Regions from separate parts of the Zea mays genome. Here region 2 is linked to region 1. The links are chromatin contacts, called in public Hi-C maps. All regions are on one chromosome and are shown on one strand. Each heading gives the region's core, a stretch centred on a gene start, on an enhancer-like site or on the middle of the called end of the contact. The rest is flanking DNA. Distances are from core to core; before and after follow the strand shown. Region 1 has its middle 15 kb from the start of LOC100216994. Region 2 holds the start of LOC103652960 (transcription factor SCREAM2).

The links. A called contact is a pair of places that touch in the nucleus more often than the background predicts.
Region 2: a Hi-C map of tassel shows a contact between it and region 1, with 2.6 times the contacts expected there. The contact joins the promoter of LOC103652960 here to the enhancer-like site in region 1. A contact is called at or near these places in 3 of 25 Hi-C or Micro-C datasets (ear, leaf and tassel).

What each region holds. Positions count from the first base shown.
Region 1 is chr4:25,257,830-25,263,008 of Zm-B73-REFERENCE-NAM-5.0, reverse strand. No RefSeq gene overlaps it. Among protein-coding and RNA genes, the nearest start is that of LOC100216994, 15 kb to the right of the region's middle. Within about 2 kb of position 1,563, at least 9 of the 20 cell types and tissues checked have an H3K27ac peak or open chromatin away from gene starts, as enhancers often do. A contact at or near this core is called in ear, leaf and tassel, where this site is marked.
Region 2 is chr4:25,333,108-25,338,729 of Zm-B73-REFERENCE-NAM-5.0, reverse strand. It overlaps LOC103652960 (transcription factor SCREAM2), which reads right to left and starts at 3,387. Exons shown (of 4, transcript XM_008679944.4): 1 at 2,199-3,387; 2 at 592-819; 3 at 315-485; 4 at 1-104. The coding sequence starts at 3,266. The coding sequence ends at 15.

The DNA of each region.
Region 1 (5,179 bases), core at 314-2,813:
ATAATTATATAACAGTCACGTAATTTTAGGGACCTGCTTTACATAAAAATAAATGATTGGTGCACAAACTGTTATGTAAAGCAGGTCCCTAAATTTCACTAGCCTCTCTAATAGTTATGTAAATTTAGCTTTCTAAATTTACACAAACATTTTTTACACCTTAAAATATTTTAGCAACTCCCTAAATTTACATGCCCTTAGACAAAACTTATCATCACATTGATTTTTATGAAAGATAATCATGAATTCTTTGAGTTCTTATGGGGTGTTTGAATGCACTAGAGCTAATAGATAGTTCGCTAAAAAATGCTAATGAAATTAGCTAGCTAACAAATAGCTAACTAACTATTAGCTAATTTGCTAAAAATAGCTAATAGCTAAATTATTAGCTAGATTGTTTGGATATCTTTAACTTAACCGATAACTATTAGCTCTAGTGCATTCAAACACCCCTTAATACCTTGTTTGGATACTCCTATATTCACCTCAATCCATATGTAATACATGTGGATAGAGGTGAGTACGAGGAGTATCCAAACAAGCCTTAGGACGTCATTTCATGCTATAAAAGGAAAAGTGGACTCGCTATTTGCTTATGCTAGAGTATAAGTAGTACAATTATTATCCACATGTATACGTAACAGGATTTTTTGTGTTCTACATTGTGGGGGTGTTTGAATACTCTAGAGTTAGTTTGCTGCTAAAATTAATTAAATACATTTAAACATTCTAGCTAATATTTCAATTATTAGCAATTTTTAGCAAATTAGCTAATAGTTAGTTAGATATTGTTAGCTAGCTAATTTTACTAATATTTTTTAGCCAACTAACTATTAGCTCTAGTGTATGTAAACACCTCTTTATCTAAAGTCACATAGCTCAAGTCAAATATATATGCAATGTTGATATCTATTTATATCTTATCCAACACAACCAATATTATCTATAGTCGAATTTTAAATAGAGAAAAACTTACTGTACATAACAAATTTGTATCCATAAGTATCGGATTTTACTTCCTACTCACTATTAAGGTCCTATATATTTATTTACTCTCTGAATTATATAATCCATCTTAAATAAGTTAAATCTTAAATAAGTTAAGAGACAAATAAAAAGCATAGATTATTATGTGGATTATATGATCTAGATACTTAGATAAATAAAAAGCATAAAATTTAATCCCTCTATTTATTTTTTATGGGAGTCTATCACACTAGCTTTTTATTGAGCCCTCGCTGTCACCATCAAATATGATTTGATGATTGGTGTACCGTGTCTCGGTACTATTGTACAAAGTGCGGTTTCATTTCTTTTGATCAAAACTCATTTAAAGTAGAGGAATTCAATTTTAATAATATCTGTTGAAGACCTACTGGTGTTAGGCTTTGAAGAATCGAGATGTGCATGGATTTTTGTTGTAGATACATTTTTTTGTTGCAATTTTCGTTGTTATATAATGTCAGGTTTTGTTAGCAATTAGTATCAGGTACCAAATGCCCTGCAAACTGCAAGTCCGTAAACGGAGATGTCAATGGCTGAACAGTGCGGAGAATGGGCCACCTAATTGGGCCTATACATCTTCACAACAGGCCTTAATCGAAAAACATCTGTGGTAGGGCCTAAATTGTAGTGCTAACGAACTCATTTTTTTTCTATTAAACGCTTAATAATGAAACTAATTAGATGTATGTGCATTGCTACGATTTTTATATATCACATAGATATACTTTGTATTATAATATGAGTGAGTATATAATATAAACATAATCAATGTTTGAACCATATAACTTTACCTTATTTTTACAAAAGTGGGGAGGGGTGAGAAAAAAAATAGACTTGACGTATGACGATGGTGAAAACTAAACACTTCATTGATATTAATACAACATATCTTAAGGTATGTACAACCATAATAATTAAAGTGTCTTTTTAGGGGTCTCTAGTGTGTTAAGTGAAAAAAATTAAGAGACAAACTCTTTGCGAAGAGTTCATCTTTTCACGACTTTTTATACTTATTGTCTCTTAACTGTATTTATGATCTAGAGGCTCAGATTGCATCATATAGTCTCAATTTTTTCTTATATTTAGAAAACCGTTCTAGGGTCTATAATGAAGAGATCATATTCTTGTGACATCACTATTGACATGCTAATAAATCTAGACAAATATTGGTGGCGAGTTAAGATATGGTGGAAAAGGATGAATAAAGGATATCCGGCACACATCAATTTCCTCTTGATCCGTTTCTTTCCTGGTTAATTAAAGCCAAAGGCCTCTTGGAAAACAAAACATATCTATACCACTATATGATTAATCAGTTTAAACTTTACAAAACTCACACAACCAAATTACCCGACACTCATAACCTTTCTTAAATCCATCAAACGAATTGCACCCACATAGCACACCATCAAAATCGAAAATTCAGATCGCTGGATAAACCTCCTATCTCTTACTCAATATTATTTAGATTATCCTTCCTCTTTCATCGCTCACATGTCACATCTTTCTCCTCCCCCTGACCCCACCGCCCCTCACTTGCGCCGTCGGCTCGTCGCTGCCACAAGCCTCGCCCCCTCCCCACGTCGTCGCCGCCGACCCCTCCCTCGCGGGGGCGCCAGCGACCCCTCTCCATCTCCTCGAAACTGTAGCGATAACACGATATTAGACTAGTAACTATAGTACGTGGGCTGTGGCATATAAATAATTTCACACTTAAATCTTAATCCTAAGTTCTACGTCCTTCACGCATGATGAACGATGTAAGAAACTAATGATTTAAAGAAAAAATAGAGGTAGAGATAGAGATAGAGAATAGATGAGATGTAGCGCACCTTAATTTTTGAAAGACCTCTTAACCATTTCTGAGAATAGATTGATTGATTTCTTAATATTCGAAACGTGGAAACAAATGTTTACAGTTTTTTTGGCACAAAAATCAAAGGCCCTTTAACTTATTATTTACTATCACGCAAGTGCATATTAGCCTATAAATAGCGACCAAAACGCAAATGCGATGCACAACCCCAAACAACCCTGCTTGCACTCCTAACAGGAGAAAGAAAGGGAAAAAAACACACACAGCGAGCACTCTTCGTTACCGACCGACTCCAAAGAAATGGACGGGAAGCAGCAGCAGCAGCCGGCCGCGATCCTCGTGGCCTGCTTGGTGCTCTTCACCAGCATCAACTCCAGTGATGCGGGCGGCGGCGGCTGCTCGCTGTCGACAATCGTGGTGACGCAGTCCGGCACGGGCAAGTGGGCGCACGGGATGCTGGTGTACTCGGCGAAGTACACAGAAGCTCTATAGTGGCGGTTCTAAACCTATTTACACAGGCGTTTTTCAGTACCGCCAGTGCTAGGGGTCAGTGGAAATCAGCATTTCCACTGGCGGTTATTTTGGAACCGCCAGTGAAAAGTGCATTTTCACTGGCGGTTTTCTTAAGGAACCGCCAGTGAAAAGTGCATTTTCACTGGCGGTTTTCTTAAGGAACCGCCAGTGAAAAGTGCATTTCCACTGGCGGTTCCTTAAGAAAACCGCCAGTGAAAATGCACTTTTCACTGGCGGTTTTCTTTATTTAGCCGCCAGTGGAAAGTTTTCCCGCCTTTTTTCAAAATTTCAAACAATACTGAATTATATATATATTTATTTACACACACACAAACATATATATATAGATCTATATTGATATTGAAAGCAACATGAAATTAAATTCTATCATACATTTATATACATCAAAGTATTCTGTTTACAACCATATATGCTTCATGCATTCTATACATCATAAGTTTTCACCTAAGCTCTAATAACTATCTCGGCTAAGAGATAATCTACTAATTTCTGTTAGTATTCTAAACTCTGGCAAAGCTAATGTCCCGGAAGCATCGTGATATTTTCCTTCTGCGGGTATGACCTCTTTCAATATGAATGTGCAGAGGTCCTCGACTATGCCATACAATGCAGCTTCGGTCAAGTTCTCCGGGTTTCCTCGTTGAAATTGCTGTAAAGGAATTTTATAAACATCATCTATTTATACACATTTGCATCTTTAATGACATAAATACATACTTGACTATTACTAATAATACCTTGTCAGGGTTCGTGACGTATCGTCCGTTCACTCTCATGAACTCGCACGCATAGAATCCACATAGGACTGATCCTTGTGGTTGCTTGTGGCACTACATAACGGGAGATTGGTTATTTAGTTGCAACATTGTGTATGATATGTATTCATAAAATCACATACTTACCGGCCAGTGATGATGGATTTCTAGTGGCACGCGTTGGTTCGACAGGTCGTACTTTCCACCTTTAAACTTATAAAACCTAAAAGCCCTGTGATCTCAAATAGAATCACCATGTTATTCTCAAATTTTAATCGATAAAAGTATGCATGCATAGAAAAGGCTTACAGCTCTAAGATGCTGAGGAATGTTGCATATGTCGAAGGGTCGAAGTTCAAGGAGTCGAGCACCAGCACCTTTCCAACCTTAGGATAAATGAGGAAGCATATCCAGTGGTCCCTGTACGAATCAAATTTGTGATGCATGTGTATTGAAATTATTAATTTTATTTATGCAAAATCACACTTACTTAAAGTTGTATGGGGCCATTATGGCTTCCCTGTCTTGAAATTGAAGCATTGCATGTCCTATGTATGTGGCGTATCGAGCTTCAAAATCCTTCTTCATTTCCTTTATACGCTTCTCAACTTCTTCGTCCGTCTTTCCCCTTATTTCATCGTTGTCTTTCCCGATTCTAAAAGTGTGGCTTTCCTCGGATATAAGTATTGGGTTGAGATACCCAACCCTTTTACTGGCACTAGCATTGGGCTTGGTACCGTAAAGAATCTCCTGCTGATCATGTTGCATTCTGCAAGTCACACGTGCATGTCAGATATTGAAATTTTATACAGCTCACTAATAATAACACACATATGTGGAAGTATGAGCGACACTTACAATGCAAACATCGTTACAAGTTGCACGTCGAGTCTCTGAAGGTTCATCATTAACCACATGTCCTCGAATGTAACAACGGCCTTTTGGTTCGAACCAATAAAAGCATGGTCTGGTATATGCACACTGATTGTGTCGATGCCAACCGATGATGCCCGCATGTACCAGTCATGCAACCTTTTAACACCAGCCGGGACCTTTCTTAGTTTGTCAA
Region 2 (5,622 bases), core at 2,138-4,637, 74 kb before region 1:
CTTGTTGTCCTAGCTCACGGCATCACGCCGCCATGGAACCCAGCGGACTGCAGGAGCACGGACTTGATCTCCTCCGGCAGAAGCCCAGGGCCTTCCTTGCACAGCTGCGACGAGGAAGACGTACGGGTAAGCACTTGCAAAGTATATTTTTCATGTGGCAACAAAATCACAAAGTCCAAATTTTGAGCCGTTGAACATGAACATGGACATGGCAGCTTCCGAGTGGCCTTTACCGCCGTCCTTATGGATACCTACGCAGGTGTCGGGTTCTGGCAGCGAGGAGAAAGATGTGTGCAATTGTATTTGTACATTACCTCGGCCTTGAAGATGTCCAAGGAAAACCCATTGAAGCAACTGATGACAGCTTGCTGGACATCGAGGCCGAGGCCTTCGATCGCTCTCATGGCAGAGAGCAGGAGACCGGGCCTGCGAGCGCACAGCATGTGGATGTTCACTGCCCGGCCTTCCCTCATCCTCACCTCAACCTGTTGCAGCAAGCAATAGAAATGCCACCAGTCAGCCAGATGCTTCAACCACTATGCCGACCATATGAAGGCAAGCATTATGCCAATGAAGTGAGCATATACTGACCCTCGGTTGCTGAGAAGTAGGGCTAGGCAATGCGCTTGGGCACAGCTCTTCCTTCACGCGAGACGGTAAAGTGGGCAGCGTCGGGGTCAGAGGGTGGAAGCTTGTGGGCGTCGGAGGCAGCGAGGCCGTGGAAGGGGACGACTCCAGATCATTCTGAAGATCGTTGATCTTCTGCAGCAGCTCCTTCAGGTACTCGATTGCGTCGCCGAGAATGGAGGCCCTGTCCATCTACCAGTTGCCAACAGAAACAATCAGTTCGTTGCCCGGTCAAAAGGAGGAAGTAACACTAGTGATACCTATCAATATAATGAAGTATGTACCAATAAGACTAAGGTGCCGTTTGGTTCACGTAATTGAAACGTGATAGGTAACATATAACGTTAAATCATGTATGTTTAAGTCCAACGTAATCAAATATCACACTAAAAATGTATACCGACCTATTCAAACCTATTACCGTTGTCACTCGAGCATAAATCATTACCATTGTCATTTACATTACAGTTCGTGACCCAACAGCACCTAAAGGTGAAGTACTGAGCACAAAACAGGTAACTGGAACTAGTTATGCAGAAAACACTATTACACCATAACTGATGCCTTTCTGTTCTATGGCACACACCCCAAGAAAAAAAAACTCTTCCTTTGATCTCAACCAAACTGTAACAACAGAGATGCAGGGCAGATCTTTTATTTGTATTTGTTGTGCAAGCTGTTACTTGGTTGACTCGAAACAGAGAAAGAGGCCCTGGAATCAGGCAAAGAACACTGTGATGGATAGTGATCTGTATGGAGGACAACTCATGAACAGAGATCATGGACAGACGATTGAAATCTAAAATTTTGCTAAGTTAGTCATGATGACCCTGGACAAAGAGGCACCCTTAACAGCAGCAATAACTGCAAGAAATAGAACAGTAGGTACTTTTCTAAGAGAAAGCAAGAGATGCATATAATAAAAGTCACAACTGTTAGGTTGGGATCCTAACCGAAGCACTCTACCCATAGTATCATCAAAACCTAAACAGAAGCTGAAGTGGCAGATGCTAATCTATATAGCTTTTTGAACTGAAGGATGTGTAGCTTTTAGAACCTAGAAAGCAAGGTTATGCCTAGATGAACATAGAAAAGTGTTAAATGGCTAAATCATCCGTATACATCTGCCATCTAGGTGAAATTTGCACCTGAGATCGATGTGCATACCAACAGTTCATGACGAACAATTCATCACAACATGGACAACGGCTTCACAAAGTCAATAGCATAAACATACCAAGATGACATGAACACACATTAGAATGACAGAGCCTCGATGCTAACCACAGAGTTCTTCTTATACCAAAAAAAAAAAATCACATTGCATCTACAATTCTATGGGAGAAACTGCATCTTATATGCGCGCCATCTCCACAAACAGTTTACTGCACCATGAAGCACACTAGCTTCACATAATTAATTCCATGAAACATATACCGATAACCAATATAAGCATATACATAGTAATGCTAGTTGCTAATTGCTACCGAAAACGCGGAGAATTCATCTAAATTACGAGCTACAATTCGTAGTAACTGATTAACACATAGATGCAAAGGTACAATTCTTACCTTGCTGATCTTGGGCACGACGGACCGGAGCATGTAGAGCCGGTCATTAAGCTTCTTCCGGCGACGGCGCTCTGCCATGAGGTTCTTGGCCGGCAACCCCTTCCTCTTACCCTTCCCGTCGCCCGTGGCGCCGCCAGTCACCGTGCTGTTGGCGTTGGAGTCCTTGCCGTCCTTCTTCCCACTGTCCTCAACGCCCCTGGCGTCCTCCGAGTCGTAGTTGAGCCCGGACGCGTCGATGCTCCCGCCGTCGTCGTCGTCGGCGTCGTCCAGCACCGTGTCACCGCCGCCGCCCGAGGAAGCCCCCGCGGCCGCGGCGACGGCCTCCACCTTGCGCTTCTTGTCGTCGTCCTCCTCGCCGGCGTTGCGGCGGAGCGCGCGCTTCTGGAACAGCGTCGGCTGCGCGCCCACGGGCGGGAAGATCTCCAGCGGGCGGAGCACGGCGGCCTTCCCGCGCCCAGAGAAGGGCGCCGTCAGTGACACCGAGGCAGGAGGAGGGGGCGCCGCGGAGGAGGAGCCGGCGCCGCTGTTGAACATGTCGAACCCGCCGAGCCCGCCAAAGTCCGGCATTTGCGCCGGCGCTGTACCGAAGCCGCCGAACGAGCCGAGGAAGCCGCCGGCGTTCCCTGCCGGTACCAGGGAAAAGGACGCGGAATTCGACGCATTCCCCGCGCCGGCAAACGGGACCAGGTCGCCACCGCCTCCGCCGCCGAGGCCGAGGTCGAACCCATGGACGTCGAACGTCGCGGCGCCGCCGACGTTGAAGAGCGAGAACATCTGCGACCCGGCGTCGGGCGCTGGGCCCGGCGGTGCCAGGAGCAGCTGCCCCTGAGCGCCGGCGGCGGCGGCCGCAGCCACGGGGTCGAAGTACCAGTCGTCGTCGAGCACCGCTGGCGAGCTGAAAATACCGCCGGCCCCCATGGCGGCGGCGGAGGCCAGGGCCAGGAGGTTCTGTTCATCGTGCCCCTGCCCCGGCCCCAACCCCATGGGCGTCGGCGGCGGCGCGTGGTGCTGCTGCTGGTCGTCGACGTCCTCCGGTACCCAGAGCGGGTTGCCGAACGGCGGGAGCATGACAGCGCCGCGCGAGGCGTCGTCCTGGTTTTGTTGGGGTAGCAGAGGTGCAGAGGACAGCGGGCGGACCAGCGGAGTGGTCTGAGTTCTCTCTGGCAGAGCAGTGCGCCAGGGCCTGTATATGTATGGAGCCGAAGTACTGTGTACTGGCACTGGGGGAGACTGGACAAGCATGAAATGGCAAAACTGCCCTTGAGGCTGGCAGCTAGAACTAGAAATGGCAATGGGTAAGCACGAATCGATACTCGATGGATATTTACTCCATTAGAATATATATACGGACTAAATATTTTACTCATGTGTTCCTTATTGAGAAAAACATTCAACCAATGAGTAAACTAGTATTAGAACATTCCACACTCACCCATTCTCGTTAACTCATGGGTATAAATACCCAGTATAAAAGCGTGAACTTGGCTTTGATCGTCCATCTATTTTGACTATTTAACAATTTTTTTGGTGATAATGTCATAGAAGGCTTAATAACTATTCGATGACATACATGGAACATGTAAGGCCCTGTTTGGGAACAAAGTTTTTGAAAACCACAGTTTTTGAAATACTACAATATACTTTAGTCATGACAATACCGCAGTTTACAATACCACAATTTTAGAAACTGAGGTCCAGACCTAAGTTTAGAATACCTTAAAACAACTATAGTATTCGCAATACTTCATTTTTGAAAACAGAGATTTTAGCGAGCTTGCCAAACACCATTCTGTATATAATACTGCAGTATTTGAGAATACTGCAGTATTCTTCCAAAACTGTGAAAAACTTCACTCCCAAACACCCCCTAATATGTTATCTGGTACTACTATCCTAGTGTTGCTACTCTATCCAATTATCCATGGTTTTGTTGAATGAATGATTGAATGATGCTCGAAATTTTATAATGATATTTAAAGTGATATACTTGACGTTTGTATAATGTATTATTCTGATAGATGTTTAATCTTTGTAGGTACGAATGATCCGACGGGTGACCTATACCCATATGGGTACGAGTATGGAGTAAATCTATACCCACCAGGGATATGAGTGAGCTGATAAAGTTATTTTTTTTGTCATAGGAAATAGTAATATTCGTTGGATATTTAACTATTGGCATCTTTAACCGGAGGAGCAAGTGCTCTATTCTTTTAGGGCGTCTTTGCTTCGCGGCTTCGAGAACAAGTAAACATACCCCTAGCCCCCTACTCTAGACAAAGTTGGTGGGCACTAGGATAGAAATTAATAACGCCAGCTTGTATAGACGTCATACTGATAAAGTAATATTAAAGTTGTGATAAATAATACAGAGAAAACATAAACAGATTTTATTAAAAATATAATATTTCAAAAAATCGCTTAGCTATGTATCTATATCTTTAGACGTAAAGTATCAGTTACTTGTTTAACAAAAGCACGGAGACAAATAAGCGATATTGCTAAAATACACTAAAAATGTCTTATCGATCTATACATAGTAGTAGGTTGTTAATTGAGGAAAATACCTCAAGTCGAACACATAATGTTGTACTTGTACGATTTGTTGCAAGGCTGGATATCAACGTATCATGTGCGTGGAATAAACGCTTAGCTGTGTATCTATATCTTTAGATGTAACGTATCGATTACTTGTTTAGCAAAAGCATGGAGACAAATTAAATAAGCGACATCGATAAAATAGTCCAAAATATCTTGTCAGACGATCTACACATCGTAGGTTGTTAATTGATGTAGGAAAATATGCCATGTTGATCACATAATGTTGTTGCCAGAATATATATATATATATATATATATATATATATATATATATATATATATATATATATATATATATATATATATATATATATATATATATATCAACGTATCATGTGAAATAGACGTTTAGCTGTGTATCTATATATCTTTAGATGTAAAGTATCGGTTGTTTAACAAAAGCATGGAGACAAATAAGCGACATTGCTAAAATACAACAAAATATCTTATCAGTCTATGCATCGTAGGTTGTTGATGTAGGAAAATACGTCATGTTGTTCACATAATGTTGGACGATATATTGCCAGACTAGATATCAACATATCATGTGGAATAAAGATTTATATCGATCAGATAGGGTACTCTACATCTAGTTTAGACCAACTTCCTTATATGCCATGTGTTGAGAGTAGGGGTGCTTGTCGAAGAGTAAACTCGAGCCGAGTAGCAAAATGCAGGCACTGGAGATGCAAGAACACTAGATCACGCAAGAATTTAGAGTGGTTTGGGCCGCCGGATCGTAAGACCCTACTTCACTCTGAGTTGTATTGCTAAGAGTTTGAGAAAGCTTAGGTTTGGATGGAGATGTCTCCAAGGGATCGAG